Linked DNA regions of Mus musculus: region 1 is linked to region 2. The links are chromatin contacts, called in public HiChIP or PLAC-seq maps. All regions are on one chromosome and are shown on one strand. The core of a region is the stretch at or near the end of the contact, and the rest is flanking DNA. Distances in the headings are between cores, read along the strand shown. Region 1 holds the start of Foxf2 (forkhead box F2). Region 2 holds the start of Mboat1 (membrane bound O-acyltransferase domain containing 1).

Region 1 (4,758 bases), core at 253-2,752, 1.5 Mb after region 2:
TCTTTGTAGCATCTTTACTGGGCCCTGCACTCTCCTCTCTGCCTTGTCTCCCATCTTCCCAGGCTTTCTGCGTACACAACACAAACCCAGTCCTCTCAGGGCTGGCGCAGTGCTGTGCCTACCATTTGCTACTCTGATGGGCATCTCCTTCCCTCTGGGCCAGGCCACCAGCCCTGGTGTGGTCAGGCCTCCTTCAGCTTGCAACTCGCTTTGCAGCCCCTGTCCGGGGTCAGACTACATTTCCCCGCACGTGTAATCCAATAACTAACTGTCGGGTCTCATTGGAATGATTTCTCCCGAGGGCCATCTCTCTCTGAGCCGACTCTTACTTAGAGGAATAAGCCACAACTGGAGGAGTGTTCTCGAATGGAGGGAGCTGGGCCACGGAACATAGGGAGTGGGGGGGGGGTGCACCGGAAGACAGACGCTGTAAACCCACTGGCAGCTGTGCAGACCTTCCTTGTTGATAATAAATACAACTATCTCCTTACTCAGGGTCTCTCTTGCTCTCTCTCAGCATGAAGTGGAAATGACAAGTCAGTGGAAAATGGAAGCAAATAAAAAACCGAATCCATTCGACTCAAAAGAGTGTCTAAGAGGTGGCCCCAGGTTTCTCCACCCAAACCCCTTGCTCAGCTGACAATCTGTTCATAACTGCCCCGGGCACAGCTCAAGGGCGTCCAGTGTTTGCCCTCTGCTGTGACCTCTCAGAAGCCTGCATGTCCAGCCAGAGAGAGAGAGAGAGAGAGAGAGAGAGAGAGAGAGAGAGAGAGAGAGACCCGGAGTTGGCACGTTACCTTGGGACGTCTGGCACCCTGGCGTGTGGCTGAGGGCAGCACTGCCTAAATGAAGTTGACAGATGGTGTCAGTTCGGGCACTGGGGACCGTGGCTAAGGAAGCTCTTCCAGGGCACAGTCTCCCCAAGACTCAGCCCCCACAGGGTCCGGCGGGGGTGGAGGAGGGGCAGGGTGTGTCCGGGCACGGATCGCTAGGTTGGGGGCACTTCTGGGATAGGATACGGGCTGCTGGAAGGAACAGAGAATGAATTGCTGAAGTTAGGAGTAATCGAGTCTGGCCAAGGTTGGGAGTTCTCCCTGCTGAATGCGGGTGTATCTGCGGCTTTGAAGAGGACAGACTGGGAAAGGGAAAGAGCCCCGAGAGGAATTAGTAGTGCCAGCAGGACCCCGGAGAGTCCGGGAGGCGATAAGAGCAGGAGCCCGCCGCCAGGTCCAGAGGGGGAGGAGTGACGCGAGCCCTGTGCGCCCTCCCCGTGGCGGGCGGCGCGGAGCAAGGAGGGGGCAGGGCGGGGTGGGGTGGAGGGAGGGAGCGAGGGAGGGAGGGAGCGAAGCTGCCGCGGGGAGGGCGCGCCAGGGAGGAAGTCCAAGAGACAGAGAGAAGAGCACTCCTGAAAGAAGACGACGGGCTAGTCCCCGGGGTCCGGGCTGAGGTCTTGGCTCGAGGGCGCAGCTGTCCAGCTCTGGGCAGCGTCGCCTCAGTGGCTTAGGAGACGGTTGCGCAAGGAGCCGGCCGGAGGCTCGGAAGAGGGATGCGCGGGGCGTTGCCTCCGACCCGCCGCCGCCGCCGCCGCCCGAAGCCCCAGAGGAGCTGAGGGAGGCGACGCCGAAGCGCTGGCCCGCAGTGGCCCGGGCTGCAGCGCGGCCGGCGCAGTAGGGCACTCGCCCGATTTGTGGACCGACCCGGCTCCGGCGCCGCCGATCCCGGTCCGGGGTCCGCCCCCCAGGCCCGGCCTCGTTCCCGATTCCCAGATGAGCACCGAGGGCGGGCCTCCGCCACCCCCGCCGCGCCCGCCGCCTGCCCCACTCCGCCGCGCGTGCAGCCCGGCGCCCGGCGCGCTCCAGGCCGCCTTGATGAGCCCGCCACCCGCCGCCACCCTGGAGTCCACTTCGTCGTCGTCATCATCATCCTCTGCCTCCTGTGCCTCGTCCTCTTCTAACTCCGTCAGCGCCTCGGCCGGTGCTTGCAAGAGTGCGGCTAGCAGCGGCGGCGCGGGCGCCGGGAGTGGAGGCACCAAGAAGGCAACCTCGGGGCTGCGGCGGCCGGAGAAGCCTCCTTACTCGTACATCGCGCTCATCGTCATGGCCATCCAGAGCTCGCCCAGCAAGCGCCTGACGCTCAGTGAGATCTACCAGTTCCTACAGGCGCGCTTCCCCTTTTTCCGTGGCGCCTACCAGGGCTGGAAGAACTCCGTGCGCCACAACCTCTCGCTCAACGAGTGCTTCATCAAGCTGCCCAAGGGCCTCGGGAGACCTGGTAAGGGCCACTACTGGACCATCGACCCGGCCAGCGAATTCATGTTTGAGGAGGGTTCGTTCCGCCGCCGGCCGCGCGGCTTCAGGCGGAAGTGCCAGGCTCTCAAACCCATGTACCATCGCGTGGTGAGCGGCTTGGGCTTCGGGGCCTCGCTGCTGCCCCAGGGCTTCGACTTCCAAGCGCCCCCGTCGGCGCCTCTGGGTTGCCACGGTCAAGGCGGTTATGGTGGCCTCGACATGATGCCCGCGGGCTATGATACAGGGGCGGGTGCTCCGGGCCACGCGCATCCACACCACCTCCACCACCACCACGTCCCCCACATGTCGCCCAACCCGGGCTCCACCTATATGGCCAGCTGCCCGGTGCCCGCAGGTCCTGCGGGCGTCGGTGCGGCAGCGGGTGGCGGCGGTGGCGGCGGGGACTATGGGCCGGACAGCAGCAGCAGCCCTGTGCCCTCATCCCCGGCTATGGCAAGCGCCATTGAGTGTCACTCGCCCTACACTAGCCCTGCGGCACATTGGAGCTCGCCTGGCGCTTCACCTTACCTCAAGCAGCCGCCTGCCCTGACGCCAAGCAGTAATCCCGCGGCCTCTGCTGGTCTGCACCCCAGCATGTCTTCCTACTCGTTGGAGCAGAGCTACTTGCACCAGAACGCCCGCGAGGATCTCTCAGGTAATAAAGAGCGCCAAGGCTGGCTGCAAGCGGAGCCTCTGAGAGCCTCTGAGGGCCAGGGCTACTGCACCCTTGGTCCTCAACGCTGGGGTCTTCAGAACTAGAATGCTGGGGGTGGGGTGGGGATTCGGTTCCCTATTCCTAAGTGAGAGAAGGGGATTTGATCTTGTACCCTTCTCTAATGCTCTGGGCCTGTTGGTGGGCCCCAGAATTCCCAAATTGGAGAAGGGTGGTGCCAAGTCCTAAGTCTCTTGGCCTTCATTAGGACACTGTGGACTTTCTCCCAATTAGGTCAGACTCAGCTCTGAAAGAAGGCCTGTGACCTTTGGAGACCTTGGTCGAGGAATTGAGTCTGGATCATTTCGTTTCTTCCTACTCTTTTCAAAGTCCATTTTGCTCGGCTTTAGTTCCTAAAGGAGATGACAGAAAGGGAGCGGTTCTGTATGAAGCAGAGCAAGGGAGGAAGAGTTCTTACCTGAGCAGGTAATGATAGGAGATGGTAGGGAAGGAGAGAGAGAAAAGCAGAGCAGAATCCCAAGGGCTTCGCTAGCGATAGGAGGCACCAAAGTGTTGAGGAATCTTGGACACACACACACACACACACACACACACACACACACACACGTACTGTAGATCTAAGTAATTGACTCAAGTTTGTCCTGGGCATCAGGGCGTAGGCACCCTGGTGTGATCCCTTCCCCCGAGGAAATGTGCCCAGAGGCCACTTGCAGTGTGGTTGGTTTATATTGTGTGGGTTGCAGATTATGAAAATTTATTGACTTGTGAAAAGTGGTTGGCTGGTGTAGGGAGAGGAGGGGAGTGCAGGAGAGAATTTTGTGTTTGTATGGCTTTATCTACAGAATAGAGATAAACCCTGATTAATCTCCTCCCTCCCTGCCCCAGGGTCCCTTAGGGATGCAGATTGAAATTTGGGAGCCTGTCCGTCAAGGGCAAAGCCCAAAGGTGCCCTCTCCCACGTCCTTACCAACAGAAAATGCACAGGCTGATGCATACCTTCGTGTGTGTGTGTGTGTGTGTGTGTGTGTGTGTGTGTGTGTGCCACAGGAGCTGGGGTGGGGGGATAGGGAAGCCAAGAAACAGCAAAAGATCTTGGAGAAATTTCCCAAATAAGCCTTTTAACTGGGGGTCTCAGAGGTTAACCAAACAAAGACAGTCTAGGCAGGACCACACGGGAGAGGATTTTAGGCTGACTTAACCCACAGAGAACAGAGTCTCCTTCAATTTTATGGGAATTTCAACAAGTAACCAATACAGATGACCCTCTCTCTTATTCTCCACCCCACCCCCACCTCCTGCCCTACAGGCTAGCTGTCAGTCTCCCTCCTACACACTGAACTGCATCCTATGCCTTCCCCCTCCTTCTCTAGGCCTACCGCTCTGGCCCTGTCCTCTGTCTTTCCCTTTGGATACCTTGAGCCCAGGCTTTCCAACTGCCAGGAAATTATATTCTAGGAGAAACAAACAAGCAAACAGCAAGGAGCAAAGACGTTTCTGACCTTTTTATTAGGTTCGTGTTCCATCCCACACACTCTAGGCCATACATGAAACCCCCCAAACTCCGCGGCTATGACAGCCAAGAAGGCAGGCCTCCGATCTCATGTTCTCCTGCCCATCAGGAAGAGCCTTCCCCACAAGCAATAGCTTAGTCCAACTTGGTCACGGTGCCATATAATCCTCCCTTCCTAGAATATTATTCCGGTTTTGTCACCTCCAGTAAAGACCTTGTCAAGGGGCTTACAAAGAGCACTGCGTTGTACACGGGGACCCTGCAGGGCCTGGTTGCGAGTGCTGCCC
Region 2 (4,728 bases), core at 351-2,850:
TGCTTTGCCGTCAGTGTGGATCTTCTCCTCTCTTCATGTTCAATTACTTCCCACACCTATAGAAAGTCACCCCACAACCTAAGCAAAGGGCTGCAGGGGCTGACAAGATGGCTCAGTGGTTAAGGGTGGTTAAGAATGTTTGCAGCTCTCCCAGAGGACTGGACTTCAGATGCCAGCACACAGGACGTGGATGAACTGCTCAGTACTGCCTGTAACTACAGCTCTGACTCTCCCTTCTAGCCTCTACAGGCACACACACACACACACTCTCTCTCTCTCTCTCTCTCTCTCTCTCTCTCTCACACACACACACACACACACACACAATCTTTTAAAAGGTGTTTGTGTGTCCAGAGGGATCTCTTGGTTCCTGGCTTCCTTTCTCTTCAGTAGGTCCCTGGGTGTTTCTCAGACTTCCAATGTGAGCAGCTACTTTGACATCAGGTTAGATGCAGCAGAGACTGGTAAAGTGCTAGAAGGGTCTCTGTGATGTTTTAAAATGTCTGTTAGTGAGTTGAAAAGGATTTCTCAAGAAACAGAGATACAGAGCTGTTTCAGCAAGTGAAAGACCCGTCATCACGTGGGTAGTAAACAGTAAACAGAAGCTTACTGGAGAGAAACGGCCCAGATGAAAATGAGACAAGTCACAGAAGGAAGCAGAGATAGTGGATTAGGGTGCTAGAAACTGTGGCTTGACCAGAGAAGGTAAAGAATGACAACCTTGGGTGCTGGAGAGATGGCTCAGGACCTGAGAGCAATCTCTCTTGCTGCAGAGGGCCGGAGTTCTATTTCCAGCACCCACATGGTGGCTCACAATCTCCTGAAACTCCATGGACTCTTCCGGTCTCCAGTGGCATCTACTCACAAGTACATACATACATGTAAAGTAAAAAACATATGAGAGAGAGAGAGAGAGAGAGAGAGAGAGAGAGAGAGAGAGAGAGAGGAAAGAGAGAGAGGAGAGAGAGAAGAGAGAGAGAAGAGAGAGAGAAGAGAGAGAGAAGAGAGAGAAGAGAGAGAGAAGAGAGAGAGAAGAGAGAGAAGAGAGAAGAGAGAAAGAAGAGAGAAGAGAGAAGAGAGAAGAGAGAAGAGAGAAGAGAGAAAGAAGAGACAACCAGACAGGGAGCACCAGGAATTCAGAACACAATCAAAGACACAGGGAAGGAGGAGAAGGAGACGCGAAGGAGAATAATAATCTGGAGTGGAGTTTTATGTTTGTGCACACCTGTAATTTCAGTATTTGGGAGTTTAGGGAAAGTCTGGGCTACAGGAGACCCTGCCTCTAAACTGCAAATAAATAAATCTTTAAAATGTAAGCAAAATGAGCGGTGTTGGTTAGCTCTTAGGTCTCTTCTGGCTTCCGGAGTAGCAGCAGGAGCCGGGCCTGAAACTGGAGCACAGGACACCCCAGCTGCCTGGGAGGAGGGTGAGACGGCTTCGGAGGAACCCGGATCGGGCCCGCTGCGCGCCCGGGGAGGGCGGCGAACTGGGGAACAGACTGGGCGTCTCCCGGTCTCCTGCCCCGGGCCGGGCTCCCGGGGATCCGCGCCCATCTCTGCCCGGCTCCTCCTCCGGGGCGTCCCCGGCTGCTGGCCAATGGGCGGCGGGCGGTGCGGAGCGGGAAGCAGAACGTGGGGGCCCTGCCCTCCCAGGCGCGGGGTCCCGCAGCGCCAGGTCCGCGCCCTGGAGTCGGCGCCAGGTTCCCGCGAGGTCCTCAGGAGCCCTCAAGGTGGCCAGTGTGCAGCTCCCGGGCGACAGAGCACCCTGAAGATGCAGGATGGCAGCACGGCCGCCCGCCAGCCTCTCTTACCGTACCACCGGCTCCACCTGCCTGCACCCGCTCAGCCAGCTCCTGGGCATCCCGCTGGATCAGGTAACAGCGTCCCACCCGCTACCCAGACCCTCTGTCTGGGAACAGGATTGCGACCTGGATTCGCTCAGAGCCTAGTTTATGGCTATGAACCCTACACGTGCGAGAGCTTTTTCTTCCCTTTTTTTTCTTTTTTCTCTGAGTTGGCTGCTTTTTCTGCGTGAAAACTATACGTCCACCTAAGCTAGCAAGTTGGACTGAACTTTTAAGTTTTGCTCTGTGATCGAATTATTTAGTGGTGTGATCCATGAACCCAGCATTTCCCCCACCAGTGTAGATAAAAGTCTTTGTGATTTTTAAATTTAGGCGATCCTACTTTAAGAGTAAGTCTGATCCAGCTGGGTGTGGTGGATCACGCCTTTAATCCAGGTCTTCAGAGCCCGGGGCAGGGAAATTGCAGCGAGTTCCCGTCTTCTCTGTCTAGGATGCTGAGGAGAAGCCTCAACTCTCAAACAAAACCAAACAAAAAGTAAAAAGCCTGACTAACCAGATGCGTAGGTCTATAGTATAGTATATGGTGATGACTTTTTTATTCCGTTTGTTGAGACAGCATCTGGCCCTGACTGTCTTGGCACTCACTCTGAAGTTCAGGCTGGCATCGAAGTCTCTTATTTTGTCTAGGCTGGGCTAGAACTGGTGATCCTTTCGCCACAGTGTTGAGATGCTTCTCAGAGGGCCTTACTCAGTTCTCATCCATCCCTGCTGTGCGAAACTGATGAGTAGGGCGGGCCCTGGGAGGAAAAGGGCTGTGGGGACTTCTTTGGAACTGTTCAGGAGTTGCCTGCTACATTAGAGGTAAAACTGGCAACAGTAACCTGGTAGGAATTTTGCCAAAGACAGCTGGAGTGCAATTCAGTGGTAGAGTTTGTAGTATGCTGGAGGGTCTGTCCTGTCTTCTGGCCTCCGTACTGAGGTCAAGAAAAGTCTTCCTGAGGTGTATGTAGTCTTGCCTTATTTCCTTCGGTGCCTCAGGCTATGTCCCCTGTGTAGGATGTAATGGTTTGAATGGATTCAGGCAGGACAGGTTGGAGTAAGACCCACTGCTCTCCTTACTAATCTGTTTCCTTTGAGTTTCCCCAGTTTAGTTTCCCTTCCTTTGCTGGGTCTCGAGGTGCATGCTTGTATTTCCAGTGCCAGGGAAACAGGCAGGAAGATTGCTCCGAGTTAGAGACCTGCCTAGGCCACGGGGAGAGAGTACCAAGTCAGCCTGGGTTACCCAGTAAAACTCCCGACTCGAAAATGCAAAACAAAACAAAATGTTCCTGTCTTCTTAGAGCAGTTTCTGTCCTTCCTATCTTTCTTTCTTTTCATACTAGAGCTACCTGTACCTGCGCCTCTTCTGTTTGCATTCCTTTGACAATGAGGAAGTTGGCCCTGGCTGTTTGCATTACTCACAGGGTTCGCCCTCATCCTAACTCTTAGGTTCTGACTACTACTGCCTTCTCATCAGTTGCAAAACCTTGAGAATCAGGAACTTGGTAGAAGTATCAGATATTGAGTCAAGGTCAGAAGTCCAAGGGACCCTGGCAGGGGCAGGCACAAGAGCGAATTCTTTCATCCAGAAGCCGGATGAATTTGTTGCTGAATTTCCATAGGAGGAGTTCATTTTGCATTGACGTCTCTAATTACTACTAGAACCTATAGTAATTGCATTTTCTTTTGCATAATAATCTATTTTACAATAATATAGAATAGAGTGGGCTTTCCTCCCCTCCCCCCAGCCACCCCCCCCCCATCCCTGACCCAGACAGAAATACATGGATTGGTGAAGGGCAGTTGTGCGGGGAGGAGCTGTTGTCATTAAGCCTCTGGCTGCATCCACGTCCGTCCCCAAACTACAGGGTTTTTGTAAAAGTTACTCTGGTTTTTAGAAGAGACTTAGTACTTTACAGTGTGTATGTGTGTGTGTTGCCTGTTCATGTGTGGGTGTGTGTACATGAGTGTACGTGTCCACCAAGGTCAGAAGAGGGTCTTGGGTCCCCTGAAGCTGGAGTTCCAAGCATTTCTTTTAACCTCAGTGCCATCTATTCAGCCCCCAAAGGAATCCTGGTTTTAATTTATGAAAAAAGGAAAAAAGAGCACTCCAGACATGATAGATTTTACTTCATTCCATAAATGAACTCGGATTATCATGAGATGGATGAAAAATCATGAGGAACACTTGGTTTCTCTGAGATCCTGGGTCAGCCTGACCAACTGGGTCAGTTTGAGCAACTTGGTAAAAATGTTAATCATACGATACCCCAAATCACTTGCTTTCAGCCTGGGGAAAAATCCCAAGCCATCAATAGTGCGATTTGGGGGCAAACTGTGGCAGGAGGTTTGTCTTTGAAGCCCTTTCCCAGTGTCTTAAGATTTCATGTTCCTAACTGGAAAGGGGCTATCCCAAAAGCTGTTGCCTGTATGTGGGATAAGCTCTCTGGCTGGATTGCCTTGTCTGGCCTCAGTGGGAAAGGAGGTGCCCAGCTTCACAGAGACTTTAAGTGTCAGGGGGTGGGGAATATCCAGGAGGAAGCCCACTCAGAGGAGAAGGGGAGGGGGAGAGAGGAAGGATTGTGTGTGTGTGTGTGTGGGGGGTGATGACTGGGAGGGGGGACAGCGAGTGAGATGTAAAGAGAATATGTAAAACAAAGATTAAATATAAAAAGATTTCATGTTCTTGTTTGTAACTTCTAGGAAACTGCATTTCTGTGATTGCCCTCAGTGTCTGGGATTCTCCGCATGAGGAACTTTCTTACTGGGGTTGGAGAGATGGCTGAGCAGTTTTGCCCGTGCTTTCTGCTCTCCCAGAGAAACCGACTTTGGTTTCCTTCACCTGTGTCAGGCAGCTCACAAACCCCAGCTCCAGAGGATCTCAT

The links. HiChIP or PLAC-seq counts read pairs in DNA pulled down with a chosen protein or histone mark.
Region 1: a FOXA1 HiChIP or PLAC-seq map of pancreatic cancer cells shows a contact between it and region 2. The contact joins the promoter of Foxf2 here to the promoter of Mboat1 in region 2. A contact is called at or near these places in 2 of 39 promoter capture datasets (hippocampal neurons and pre-B cells) and 1 of 115 datasets of contacts at active chromatin or transcription factors (pancreatic cancer cells).

Annotation. Positions count from the first base shown.
Region 1 is chr13:31,624,314-31,629,071 of GRCm38.p6, forward strand. Foxf2 (forkhead box F2) reads left to right here and starts at 1,503. Exons shown (of 2, transcript NM_010225.2): 1 at 1,503-2,943. The coding sequence starts at 1,767.
Region 2 is chr13:30,134,890-30,139,617 of GRCm38.p6, forward strand. It overlaps Mboat1 (membrane bound O-acyltransferase domain containing 1), which reads left to right and starts at 1,601. Exons shown (of 13, transcript NM_153546.4): 1 at 1,601-1,873. The coding sequence starts at 1,778.